2 separate regions of the Mus musculus genome follow, and region 1 is linked to region 2. A link is a contact called in public Hi-C data. All regions are on one chromosome and are shown on one strand. Each heading gives the region's core, a stretch centred on a gene start, on an enhancer-like site or on the middle of the called end of the contact. The rest is flanking DNA. Distances are from core to core; before and after follow the strand shown.

What was found. A called contact is a pair of places that touch in the nucleus more often than the background predicts.
Region 1: a contact with region 2 is called in a Hi-C map of uterus, with 3 times the contacts expected there. The contact joins two enhancer-like sites. A contact is called at or near these places in 22 of 39 promoter capture datasets (the 3T3-L1 cell line, 3T3-L1-derived adipocytes, the C10 cell line and 14 more), 9 of 15 datasets of contacts at CTCF or cohesin (the G1E-ER4 cell line, embryonic stem cells, hippocampal excitatory neurons and 4 more), 194 of 484 Hi-C or Micro-C datasets (the AML12 cell line, B cells, the Ba/F3 cell line and 81 more), 17 of 115 datasets of contacts at active chromatin or transcription factors (astrocytes, bone marrow-derived dendritic cells, embryonic stem cells and 7 more) and 1 of 9 other capture datasets (embryonic tail).

Annotation. Positions count from the first base shown.
Region 1 is chr9:8,968,140-8,973,584 of GRCm38.p6, reverse strand. It overlaps Pgr (progesterone receptor), which reads right to left. Exons shown (of 8, transcript NM_008829.2): 8 at 4,974-5,445. Among named protein-coding and RNA genes, the nearest start is that of Pgr, 71 kb to the right of the region's middle. Within about 2 kb of position 3,059, at least 24 of the 459 cell types and tissues checked have an H3K27ac peak or open chromatin away from gene starts, as enhancers often do. A contact at or near this core is called in uterus, where this site is marked.
Region 2 is chr9:8,701,643-8,707,873 of GRCm38.p6, reverse strand. All of the region lies in intron 3 of Gm32014 (predicted gene, 32014), which reads left to right. Among named protein-coding and RNA genes, the nearest start is that of Gm32014, 36 kb to the left of the region's middle. Within about 2 kb of position 2,308, at least 4 of the 459 cell types and tissues checked have an H3K27ac peak or open chromatin away from gene starts, as enhancers often do. A contact at or near this core is called in uterus, where this site is marked.

The sequences.
Region 1 (5,445 bases), core at 1,810-4,309, 260 kb before region 2:
TCAGCTTCTCCCTCTCCTCACTATGCTCTTGTGAGTAGTAATAAGATGGGAGATGAGAACTTGATAGAAACCAACAGAACGCAGGATACATTAAACTAAGAGAGCTGGACGTTCCTTAGACTGACACATTTCCTTCCCAGCCTACCACCCATCGGCTTCCTTCTTACCCCGCAGACTCCTCCTATGGTTCATGAGGCAAGATCCCGTATAGATATTTGATCTTTTTATTCCTACCCTATACTGCCACACTACTGGGTAGTAGCTACACATTGGACGTGCTTGTTTTGTATTTGTTGGCAAATCAGTGTATCTCTGTCCCATTGGCTAAGTCTGGAGCTCTTCTGGCCTTGCCTCAGTGCCTACACCAGGGGTTTGAGGTTGCAGGTACTTGCAGCTCTGGGGATGTTGGAGGAGGAGTACAGTTTCTTTGGGTGCTCATCTGGATTTTAGTGGTTGGTAAAACCAAAGTTTCTTAGTTTTATATTCTTTATGACAAGGATTTTTGGTTTCAACACAGAAGCCAAACAATGAGGCATCTGGTCTGGTGTCCAGCAGGTTATCTGTGTGTTCATCTACTGTCGTCATTCTGTCAGTGCCTCTTGGTAATGTCTCACAAAGCCTTCTGGAAAACTAAGGAGGTCACGATCACCCCAGCTCTTTATGTTTATGACCCATCATTTGCTCAGAATATTGCAACTTCCTTCAAAACATGCTCCCTGCCTCCAGGATGAGTCCTCCCTAACCCCATTGTCTGTACTACGGAGAACATCTTCTAGAGCATCACACAGAGGACACTCTTTTCATGTAGAGCTACATTTTCATGCGATACTATGGTACACAAGACCATATATATTTGGGACTTGGATTTCATTCTGTCACATCAGTTTTGGCTCCACGCTCTCTGGCAGCACCATGTCCGTGTATTTTTTCTTTTAGTTTGTGCCTCTATTGTTTACAAGATTGGAGGACTCTTCCCTTCTTCTTGATTGAATGCTAGCTAAGCTAATTCCTCAACTACTTTACATGTTTTTCAGGATGTCTTGACTCACTTTGGAATCTGCTATTATAAAAATTTCCTATGTGTTCTTGACTCTCCCTTTTTTCACTGTGTAATACCCAGATCTTTGATTATCCATCTTTCCTCTCCACCCAACTGTAAACCAGAGAAGAGAGAACTGGGTACTGCTACAGTCCAGCAGGGTGATGTCTTCCAGTTGAGAATGGGATGATGCCTAAAGTAATGCTTCTCAACTTCACCATTGTTACTTCCACCTCCACCATAACCATCACCATACCACTTCCACCACACCTCCACCACACCTCCACCACACCACCACCACACCACCTCCACCACAACCACCACCACCACACCACCACCATCATTTCGGTTCTGTGTTCTGGGCATATTTTCCCTATACTTAAATAGGTAACTGAACTGACAATGACACATTGAAATAAACTCTTTAGAAAGTTGGTAGTTTCAGAGTTAAACCTGGTGCTTTGATTGACTGTGGGAGTCAGAAGAGATAATTTGCTTTTAGCATTTTTCTCTTTGTTTTAAGGGGAAATATTAAGATCTTAAAAACAAACCAAACCAAACAACAACAACAACAACAACAAACCTCAATTAGTTGACATCTAGGCAGAGATATGGATTGGTGACTTTCCCCCTAAACCATGTAGCCTCCAATTAGAACAATGAAATCCTTAAACACCACAGAGCATTTTCTGGGCTTATTTACAATCTATGTTTGCATAATGACTGGTAATTCTTCGAACATTTCTCATGTTGTTGACCTGGCACATCACCTTTTGGGGTTTGTATCATCCTGTCATGGATGTTGCTCAGTAATTAAGAGGATGATATCTGCTTTTATGTCAATGAACTTTCCAACTGACCTAGTAAGCCACACCTCTTTTTTCCAAGTTCTTACACGTTTCCTCTATTTGTTTCAAAGCATCAATTTGGAAAAATTGTTTTTTTTTAATTGTTGTTGTTCTTTTGAAATACTTTAAAATTAGATGTCACACCTCTCTTATTTTTCTTGGAGCAATGATTACCCCAGAAGAGTTAAAATACACAGAATATTTAGATCAAAAGGAGACATAGTACAGATGAAAATGATGGCCGCAGAAGGCAGTCTGTCTATCTCTGCTTACCGTCTGAAATTCTAGGTAGAGTTTCTACCCAGTGGAGACTGAGCAGGGTGCATCTCTGTTTTTGACAGCTATAGGGTATACTGCTATTCACTCGCAGGTTCTTTTCTTTCTGTTTCTCTTATAAGTCATAAAGCCCTCAGGAATAAAAGCTAATACTCTAGTTGACAACTGAGTTCAGAAAAGCTATGATAGGAGTTCATTGGCCGTTTTCCTATTTTAAAAAGTTAAAAAATTGTGTTTACCAAGTTAAGTCTACATTTAAAAATCCAATCACACCAAATATATTGCTGCATGGTCCAGTAACTCTAAGTAATATGAATTTGAAGAAGACATTAAAAAACAAAACAGCTGCATATGTAATAGAAACACAGTTTGATGAACAGATACTTTAAAATCAATCTTCCTGGAGCAAGGAAGACAACAAAAGTTACCTCCAGTGACAAAACACTTTAAGCCACTACTGAATGAAATAGCTAATCATGAAAACTCAAAAGAAAAGTAACCAAGTGTTAAGCTTCTTATATACCCTACAAAAGAAAATCATATTTAAACAGGTTTCATTTACAGTAATGTCTGAAAAATTGGTTACTATTGGGGTTGAGCAATTTCAAAAGACAATTTAAAAATAAAGTACAATGTATTCCTGAAAACTATTTACAATGCGGCTTGCATATTTTACTTATATTGGTCTAAATATGGGCCATGACACTGATGTCACTCCGAGAGTTAATAATACTGCAGCTTCCTGGAAGTAATGAGCAGAGTGGCCTTTCATGGCTGGTCTCTTCACATTTCTCTGAAAGTGCCCTGTCAGTTAAAAGCTTTCAACCAGCTTAAAAGTAATGCTTTCCCCCATTTCGCCATGAGTCGTAAGAAGGCAAACAAACCTGTGTTTAACAATAAGGTCAGCGTGACATGAGGCAACCAGTCCAGTAAATCGAAAATGAGGTCGACATTCTGGGACTCATCCAGCAATCCTGTAAGAGTTTTCCAGACTCCCCAGCTGCACGGAGCTTGAAGGAGCCTGGGAGCAGCCTCCAGTCAGGCCCAGAGCTCTGCTTTGGAATGCTGTCAACTCTAGGAGGAGAGCAATCCTCTGCTCCCCTCCCTTTGCAGTAACCAGGCTCTTGCTGTTATTTAACTCGTCATTAATGCCTCATAAACTCTTAAATTCTTCCAGGGAAGAGAAGAATAAAGGAGACTACTCTTTGCATTTTATCTTAAAATGGAGACAAAGTCTAACTGTGTGGCCCAGGCTGGTTTAGATTGTGCAATCCTGCTTCAGCCTACATAGTCCTTGGGGTCCAGGAAGGCACTAACACACACAACATTTAGATTCAGTTTTGAAGAACTAACTTTGGTGAATGTTAGGTCTGAGAAACTGGTAGTCTGCAGGGTCTCCCCCAACCATGAGTCTAACTAAAGGTGGAATTCAACCTGAATCTGGCTATCTAGGTCTTGTTGAACTTCGATTCATATCATGATGTGGAGCACAATGCCTATCCAACTGTATTCCATCCTGTGGATGGACAGTTAGATGCTCTATGGCTTTTCACTCAATTTTAGTTTAAAGGCCAGAGGGTATGAAACAATGTTATACTAAAGAAGTGGTAGACTGAAGGTAGAGGTAGACAGTGAACTTGGTGCCCATCCCCAAATAAAGACAAGAGTACCATCATGGACTCCTGGTGATATTCTGCTAATGAAAATTATGTCATGACCTGGTGAGTGTGTGTGAGCAACTTGGGAGTTGACAGTCTTTTCCTAGAGTATCCACCTTTGGATTTCTTTTGGAATTTAAGAGATGAATATGTTTTCTATATCTAAAAGGCAGATCATAGGAAAAAGAAAGTTATGCCTTCCTTAGTGTCTTCCTCTTGTCCAACTCAGTCTATCCTAAAGAGAGTGGTTGCTGAACTATGCAATAAAAAATAAAGATGTATTTTAAAAATATGGAATAAAAATTGTGAAAAAATATTCTTAAGTCTTGAGTGCTTCTTGTACATGAGGCTACAGAGTTTTAAAGAGATTTAAAGGGTTCATATTCCAGCCTGGAATGTGATTAACAAGGAAAAACAGAGATGATCCAATTGTTCCTAGCAAAAACAGAAATTGTAGCAGTTATCAAAGGAATTAAGGCTACCAGATCCAGTGGGCGGGGAAAGTTCTTATAATCAGAATAATACTATTTGGGGAGTTGATTGTATCATAAGTTTTGGATCCCATTGTCAGTTGGTATAGATGAAGAGAAGAATAACTTTTCATACAGTTTGTTAGAGAGCTGTGCTCTGCTCTGCATAGGATATTTAAGAGTTTGTGGGAAATGTCAAAAATTAATACTGGTTCTATTAGATATTATAAGCAAAGGGTGATATGCTCTTTAGATTTCTTATACATTAGGCCCTAAACTCAAAAAACTACATTTTATTCAGGAAAATAAATAAACACACATTGAATTGATAAAAATATTTCATAGTAAACAGTGGGAGAAGGAAAATAATCAGATTTTCCAGATCCCAGGTTTCACTAGTGACTAGAACAGATTAACATGGCAAGGTTATAACAAAATTATGGCATAATGAAGATGAAATTACGGAAATGCTATTTCTGAACATCTCTATATATGTGTACAGATATATATCGTGTGCTTATTATTTGCAAAGCAGTTGGGTAAAGTTTAATGAAATAGCTCTATATTACACTCATGTAGCCAGCAAGTAACCAAGAAGTGAGTAATCATAGGATAGCCCTTTATATACATCATTAAGTCTATCACTATAGTTGGCAATAATTTAGAAGTTACAAGTTGATTTACTGTGGCTATTTAAAAATATTTTATTTCATACAATGTACAATAGTAAAACTTAAAGTTAAGTGTGAAAAAGTACAATGGAAAAGCATTGCCTAACTAAACATGCCATGTGTTTATACACCAGAAACAAAATAGTTCCACAAAACAATACTGGGCATGACATCTCTTTAGACACAAATCATTTTTCTTTTTTTTTTTTTTTAAATATGTCAGTAAACAAAATCATCTAAGCTTCAAGTATTTCCTTTGTTCTTAAGCTTTTATTTTAGTTTAGAGCAACCCAAAGAGCATGGTCTTCAGAGTGGAGATAAAGGTTATGATGACTACACAGGCATGGAGTCTCGGCAGTTGGAATTGTAGATTAAAAGATTTGGAGATGAGATAACTTCCATTTGCTCATGTCATGTTCTTCTGGGAATATTTTTCTTTCTAAGCTTAGCCTTAAATATTAAAACCTGGTGTTTAGACATTTA
Region 2 (6,231 bases), core at 1,059-3,558:
AAGAGAGCAGGCTGAGCAAGCCAGGGAAGCAAGCGAGTAAAGAACATCCCTCCATGGCTTCTGCATCAGCTCCTGCTTCCTGACCTGCTTGAGTTCCAGTCCTGACTTCCTTGGTGATGAACAGCAGTATGGAAGTGTAAGCCGAATAAACCCTTTCCTCCCCAACTTGTTTCTTGGTCATGAGGTCCTGACTGAGACAATCACCAAATTAGGTTTTAGGTCACAGAAAGGAGAAAAGTAGCTAACGAGTTGGTGGGCTGCTGTGATTTTCTACATGGGTTATTGTTACAATTGGAGTTGAAGGAGGTCAAGGATGGATCTAGGAAAAGGAAACATGAAAGCTAAGAGAAAATTAGCTGGATATGCTTAAGCAAATCCCAGAGGTCTCATGGCACCAGTTAGTTCTGATAAATGGCACAACTTTCCAGAGTCATCCTGCATCAGCGTGAAAATTGAACAGGGTATCAACATGTGCTAAGAATCAGGTCAAGAATGCTTCCATTTGAATGGTATGTATTTCTTCCCATTAACATCATAAAGAGCTCTATATTACTGTAATGTAGGCAGGTGCAGGTGTGGGCCTTGGCTCTCTCATGCTTTTTCTTCCTGCCACAGCCATTGGTTCAGTGCCTCTTCATCCAGGAATGGAGCCTATCCTTGCTGTCATAGCCATTGTTTTGGTGCCCCTTCATCTAGGAGTGGGGCCTGGTATGGCTTCCTCTTATCCACTTTGTCATGTTGACCAGGCTTGGTCTTTATACAGGCCAACACACTGCTGAGATTTTAATGGAACAGCATATTTGTATTTTAATTCATCCACTTTCTTAAAATTTAATACTATGTGTTTTCTTTTATAGCAGTAAGCATGTATTATCATCCATTCAATATTTTTAAACATCAGTGTATTCCAGATATCATTGATTTAGACTAAAAACAATGGGCATAGAAGCTACACAAACAGGAAGCACAAACAAACTGAGGGAGTCTGGGCACAAACCCAGTAATTTCTGTGTGATGTGTAAGCGTTACGACAGACTCCCAGAGGTGATCAAGAAACCGTCTGTCTGGGTCACCCACAGAAAGCTTTAGTGCAAAGAACAAGTGAGTAGCACGTTTTGAATACTTAGGAAGCATGACGACAATTTGAGATGTATTACCACACAGCTGTGGGAGATCCAGACCATTGGATGTCTAATGTGCTGTAAGGGCTACGCTTTTTTTCACTAATATGCTTTTATGAGCTTAAAAGTCATTTCAAATTCATCCACATGGGCATATGCTCTTATCAAACAAGTCAGGGATTGTCTACAGCCCTTGTGACTAGGGTCAAGGGTTTGCATTGCTCTTCTCCTGAGGGAAGGGTCCTTCCCCAGCTTGCTCACTGAATGAGTTCTCAGAACCCTGGTGATCCATTCACTAAAGCCCATCTTAATAAAAATGAAGAACTGTAGTTTATTCAAATTTCTTAATTTCCCTATCAATTTCTCCACCTACATAATGTATATGACCGTTATTTCTTAAATAGCACACTCAACAAGTAACCTATATTTCATCAGGATCTCTCCACAATAAAACAGCCCACAAAACACAAGCCAGGCCCAGTGCAGAATCTCTGAAGACAAAGGAGTGACCAGTGAAGGGATGGGACCCATTGACCATCTTTTCCTCTGTCCTCCCCTCCTTTCCTTCCTTCCATTCAACTGACTCTGCTCAGACTTTTGGAACATGTGCATCTTTCTAAGTTTCCAGCCATCATCTTAACCAAGGCCACCGTCACTCTTCCATTTCCAGATAGCTTCCTGACTGGTCCTCCAGCATTCCCCATGGACCCATAAGGCACTGCACAGAGAGAAGTGTGTAGCGGCTTGCTGCTGTGAGTTCCCTTCCCTCTGTCATAGCTGCCCATCTCTGTGGGCCCTCTTCATCCCTCTCCCTGCCCCCACCTTTGTCTTTATAGAAGACCACTCAATGATTTTTTTTGTTTGTTTGTTTATTTTGTACATGAAAGCTTGCTTTAGTATCTGCCTATGGTGCTTCCAAGCTGACAAAGGGAAACATTCTATAGCATTTGAAATGTAAATGAAGAAATACCTAATAAAAAATTGGAAAAAGTTAAAAAAAAAAAACAGTCTAAGGACTTGCTTTCCTTTCTTCTTCCCCTCCCCACCCTCATTCCCCTCCTCTTCTCTACTTTCCCTTCCCTTACTTCTTTCTTTTCCCATCTCCTTTCCTCCCACCCTGTTCTGTCCTGACTTCTCCACCACTGCTCTTTCGAAGTCTCTCTTTCTGTGGTCCAAGCTGACCTAGAGCTCAGTATGAGCTCAGCTGACCTTTAACTCTTGATTCAGTCTTTTAAGGGATGAGATACCATGCATGTATCACCACACCCTCCAAGTCCTGGTTTCTTTAGTACATTTTTTTTTCCTGTAATTTGTATCCAGCTCTCTAATTCATTGCTTCAAGAAATGAGGTTTAAAAAAAAAAAAAAGAAAAAGAAAAGAAAAGAAAAGAAGAGAAAAGAAAAGAAAAGAAAAGAACAGAGGTTTCTGTCCCACATCAACCCTATCAAATTATATGTCCCAAGGCTCTTCCCTTTCCCGGGAGAATATACATTTAAGAATAAATTCTACTCTCATATTCCTATCCAAAATCAGTTTTTAAATCATCTGACAACTAGGAAAACAAAACAAAGCTTTCAGACTATGTTTCTGTGTGGTCTCTCTGTGTGCACAACTGTATCTCTCCCTTCCACCCTTCCTTCAGTTCATTCTTAATAGGTTATAAATGACCCATGAGGGAGCCATACGGCCTATTCCCAAATACAGCCCACCCCAGATTAATCTTTGTGTGGTCTTAATAAGGTTTTAGATCACTGCCCTTACCCTCTTGGCCTTGTGATTTAAAAGGAAGTGGTGTTTGGGAGCTTAATGGAAATATCTATAAATGAGAGTCCCATTGTGCCAAACACTTTATATGTGAGCTAAAATTACACCCCTGTCTTAATTAAAAAAAAACACACACTCTCAATTTTAAGTAGAAATAATTGTGTTTTGCCTCTTCAATTCCATTTCTTTGTTTGAAATTTGCAGATGATATCACCTGTGTATGTAATGTGCAGTGTGATGATATGAAGCACAAATGCAAAAGACAAACAACCCCTAGTCCACCTTGCCTACATTCAGCACAGTATTCACGGAAGGTCCATGCCATACCATCTAGATCATGTTTTGTTTATAGTTCAGGTCTCTGATTTCCTATGAGCCAAGGATAATTTTGATCTTCTGATCTTCCTGCCTCTACTCCTTTAGTGTTGGGGAGTGAATCCAGTGCCTTATGAGTTCTGGGCAAGCATTCCACCACCTGAACTAAGCTCCAGCCCCACACCAGGCATTCTTACACGTGTTCTGCATTACACTGCCTTACCTGACACTGCCCTTCCCAAAATGGGTATCATGGAAGTAGGTTTCTTAAGGCTTTATTTGTTCAGCCAAACATGTCCATGGTTCAATACATGGAGAAAGCATGCATTAATGTGAAATGGATAAAAAAGTTAAAAATATTTTGACGTCAGAAATTTTCAGCATCTTTAAAGGGGGGGAGGTGTAGTGTCCAAAGCATTTATGAGTAGATTCTGTAAAAGTGTATGGGGTTAATTATTCTCCAGAAAACCTTTGTCCTCGTCATGCCTGGGGATGGGCTCACAGCCTAGGGCTGATAGGGAGAGCAAACCGAGAGGTCCTTCCCTGTTACCCTACATGGAGTGTTCTGCTGTCAGAGACCTCTACACAGGAAATGATTTGATTTTCAAGTGCCAGCTGCTTCTATGGTCACATTAGAGTGTTTAACTCTCGGGCCCTGCTTTACTTTCAGACATTACCAGATCCAGAGTATGAGACGCAGACTATTATTTTTACTCCCCCTCCTCAAGCTTCAGTTGTAACTCATCAAAAACAGAGCTCATGGTGACTGAGAACAATCAGGTCACAGCTTGAATTCTTTTTGCAAGGAAAAGATTGGATTATATCCCTGGTGTCTCCTCTGGTAACACTAACACTTCCAAGCTCTTGTTAAGGAAAGTGTTCCTGTTTGTGTGACACACCACCATACCCTGAGCCCACATGGCCCTTCTGTTTGCAGGCCTCCTGAGTGGTTGCTTATCTTTTAATCTATTGCATATTGTCACACAGTGTTCATCAAGCCAGACTCTGTCACTTGCATGCAGAGGCCTCCTGGTATGTTCTGTGGGCTAAGCAGAACTTAGAATGACATAGCTGGAGAGTTGGAGACAGGGAAATCATCTTTCATATTGCTCTCTGATATTTGGCTTTCATTCCCACATTAATGGGTATAGTAAACGTAGGCAGAGAAAACAGCCTGAATCAAATTTAAAACATTTCAGTGCTTGGTTGATGCCATTAATCCAGAGATCAAGGATTTTGGAGAGTTACTCTCGCTGGTGGTTTTCTTACAGTCTTGAGACTCAGTACAACAGTTGTACATAATTCAATAATTTTACTTTTCCTAACTCCAAAGTCAGTTCCATAAGATTAACCAACCACAAAGGGCTCTGTGGGATCATAAAGGGAACCATTCTCTTAGTGTAGAATATTTGTTGCTGCATAATTTTTAAAAGTTTCTGTTAACTTTCTTCCTGGACCACTGTAGTTTTGCTTCACTGGTTATATTTCTGTTTTTATCATTCACTTACTCCTATTAAGGATCTGGGGCCAAGACCTCTGTATAAGAACATAGGTGTATCAAGACACACCAGGCTTATTTCTCCACATATATTGCTCATTCTTTACATGCTCCCCTAAACTGAAGCATGTGGCCATTCTACATAAAACCATCGACCTTCTTTCTCTGTCCCCTTTGTGGGCACATGTAAAGAGAACTGTTTGTGAGGGTGCAACAGGGAGCAAAGGAAAGTGTTTATAAAACTGTGCAGACATGAGACAAATTTAAGAAAGTGTTCAAGAGGCTGGAGGGTTAAGAACCCTTGCTGCTCTTGCTGAGAACAAAGACACAGTTCCCAGTACCCACCAGGTGGTGCACAACTTGCTTTAACTCCAGTTCTAGGGAAATCTAATGTCCTCTTCTGGCCTCTGCCAGTCATACGAGCACACATGATACACATACATACATGCAGATGTATATATATATATATATATATTTAAATAAATACTTTTAAAAAGAAAATATTCCTAGTAAATAAACACTAGATGAATAGCCATGTTCAGAATTAGAGCATGGCAGAAAAATCCTGTCTTTGCCTTTGCCACACCTTGCCTTATGGCTTGGGTACCCAGGGTTCTTCAATGACCTCTTTGCCAAGGGAAACATTGACAGCCCTGGCCTGCAAAGACACGGGCATTCTAGCTGATTACATTTCCTAGAATATTCTTTGTGCCCAAAGGTAAATCTTATAACCCATAGAAAATCTTGCAAGTCTACATAATAATAACAATGAGATGAAATAAAGTTTCACTTGCAAGCTCTAATATCACAGTGAGGCTGAGTATATTCTCTAAAGAACAAAAATATGACAGCTCTTGGCAGGCTTGCCTCTTAGTACTGGAGATTCAAGACATGTGAGACTTTCATTTACCCGTCAATACTGTTCAAAGAAGTTCACAGGTGGGAGAAATTGGGCTTTCTTGCTGGAAATCTATTTGCATTCCTCACTATGGTGTATCTCCTTCAGTTATAATCTGCCTTATCTATATAATATAATATATATATATATAATCTGCCTTATCTATCAGCTAGAAAGTAAATCCCACTCTCAGTCATGCTCTGGGCTGCCGTCTTATGCATAGATATGTAACTAGCAAGCACATTAATTAGCCATTTATCTTCTGTTTTAAGCTAACTGTGGAGGGGCAGGAAGCATGTCATATCCCTCTCAGCCCTCAGTGCCTAGCACACAGCTGGGCACTTGATAAGAGCTCAGAGGATATTACTAAGATGCAAATGAATTGAAGGTGGCCTTGCTGGGCATGGAGACAGGTAAGAAAGGTATTAATTTTCCTTTGCTTTCCATTTCTTTCTATCCTTTGAAGAAAATTCACTCCAGTGTGTTTAGAAACATTGGTCTTCATTTTCCCATCTGCAGTTAGAGCCCGGTTAACTCTAGCCGAGACAAGCAAACAGCCACACACCTGACCCTCTTTACAGCTCACTCAAGAAAACCAGGCCTCCATCCTGGTCATCACATTGTGAAGGAGCCAT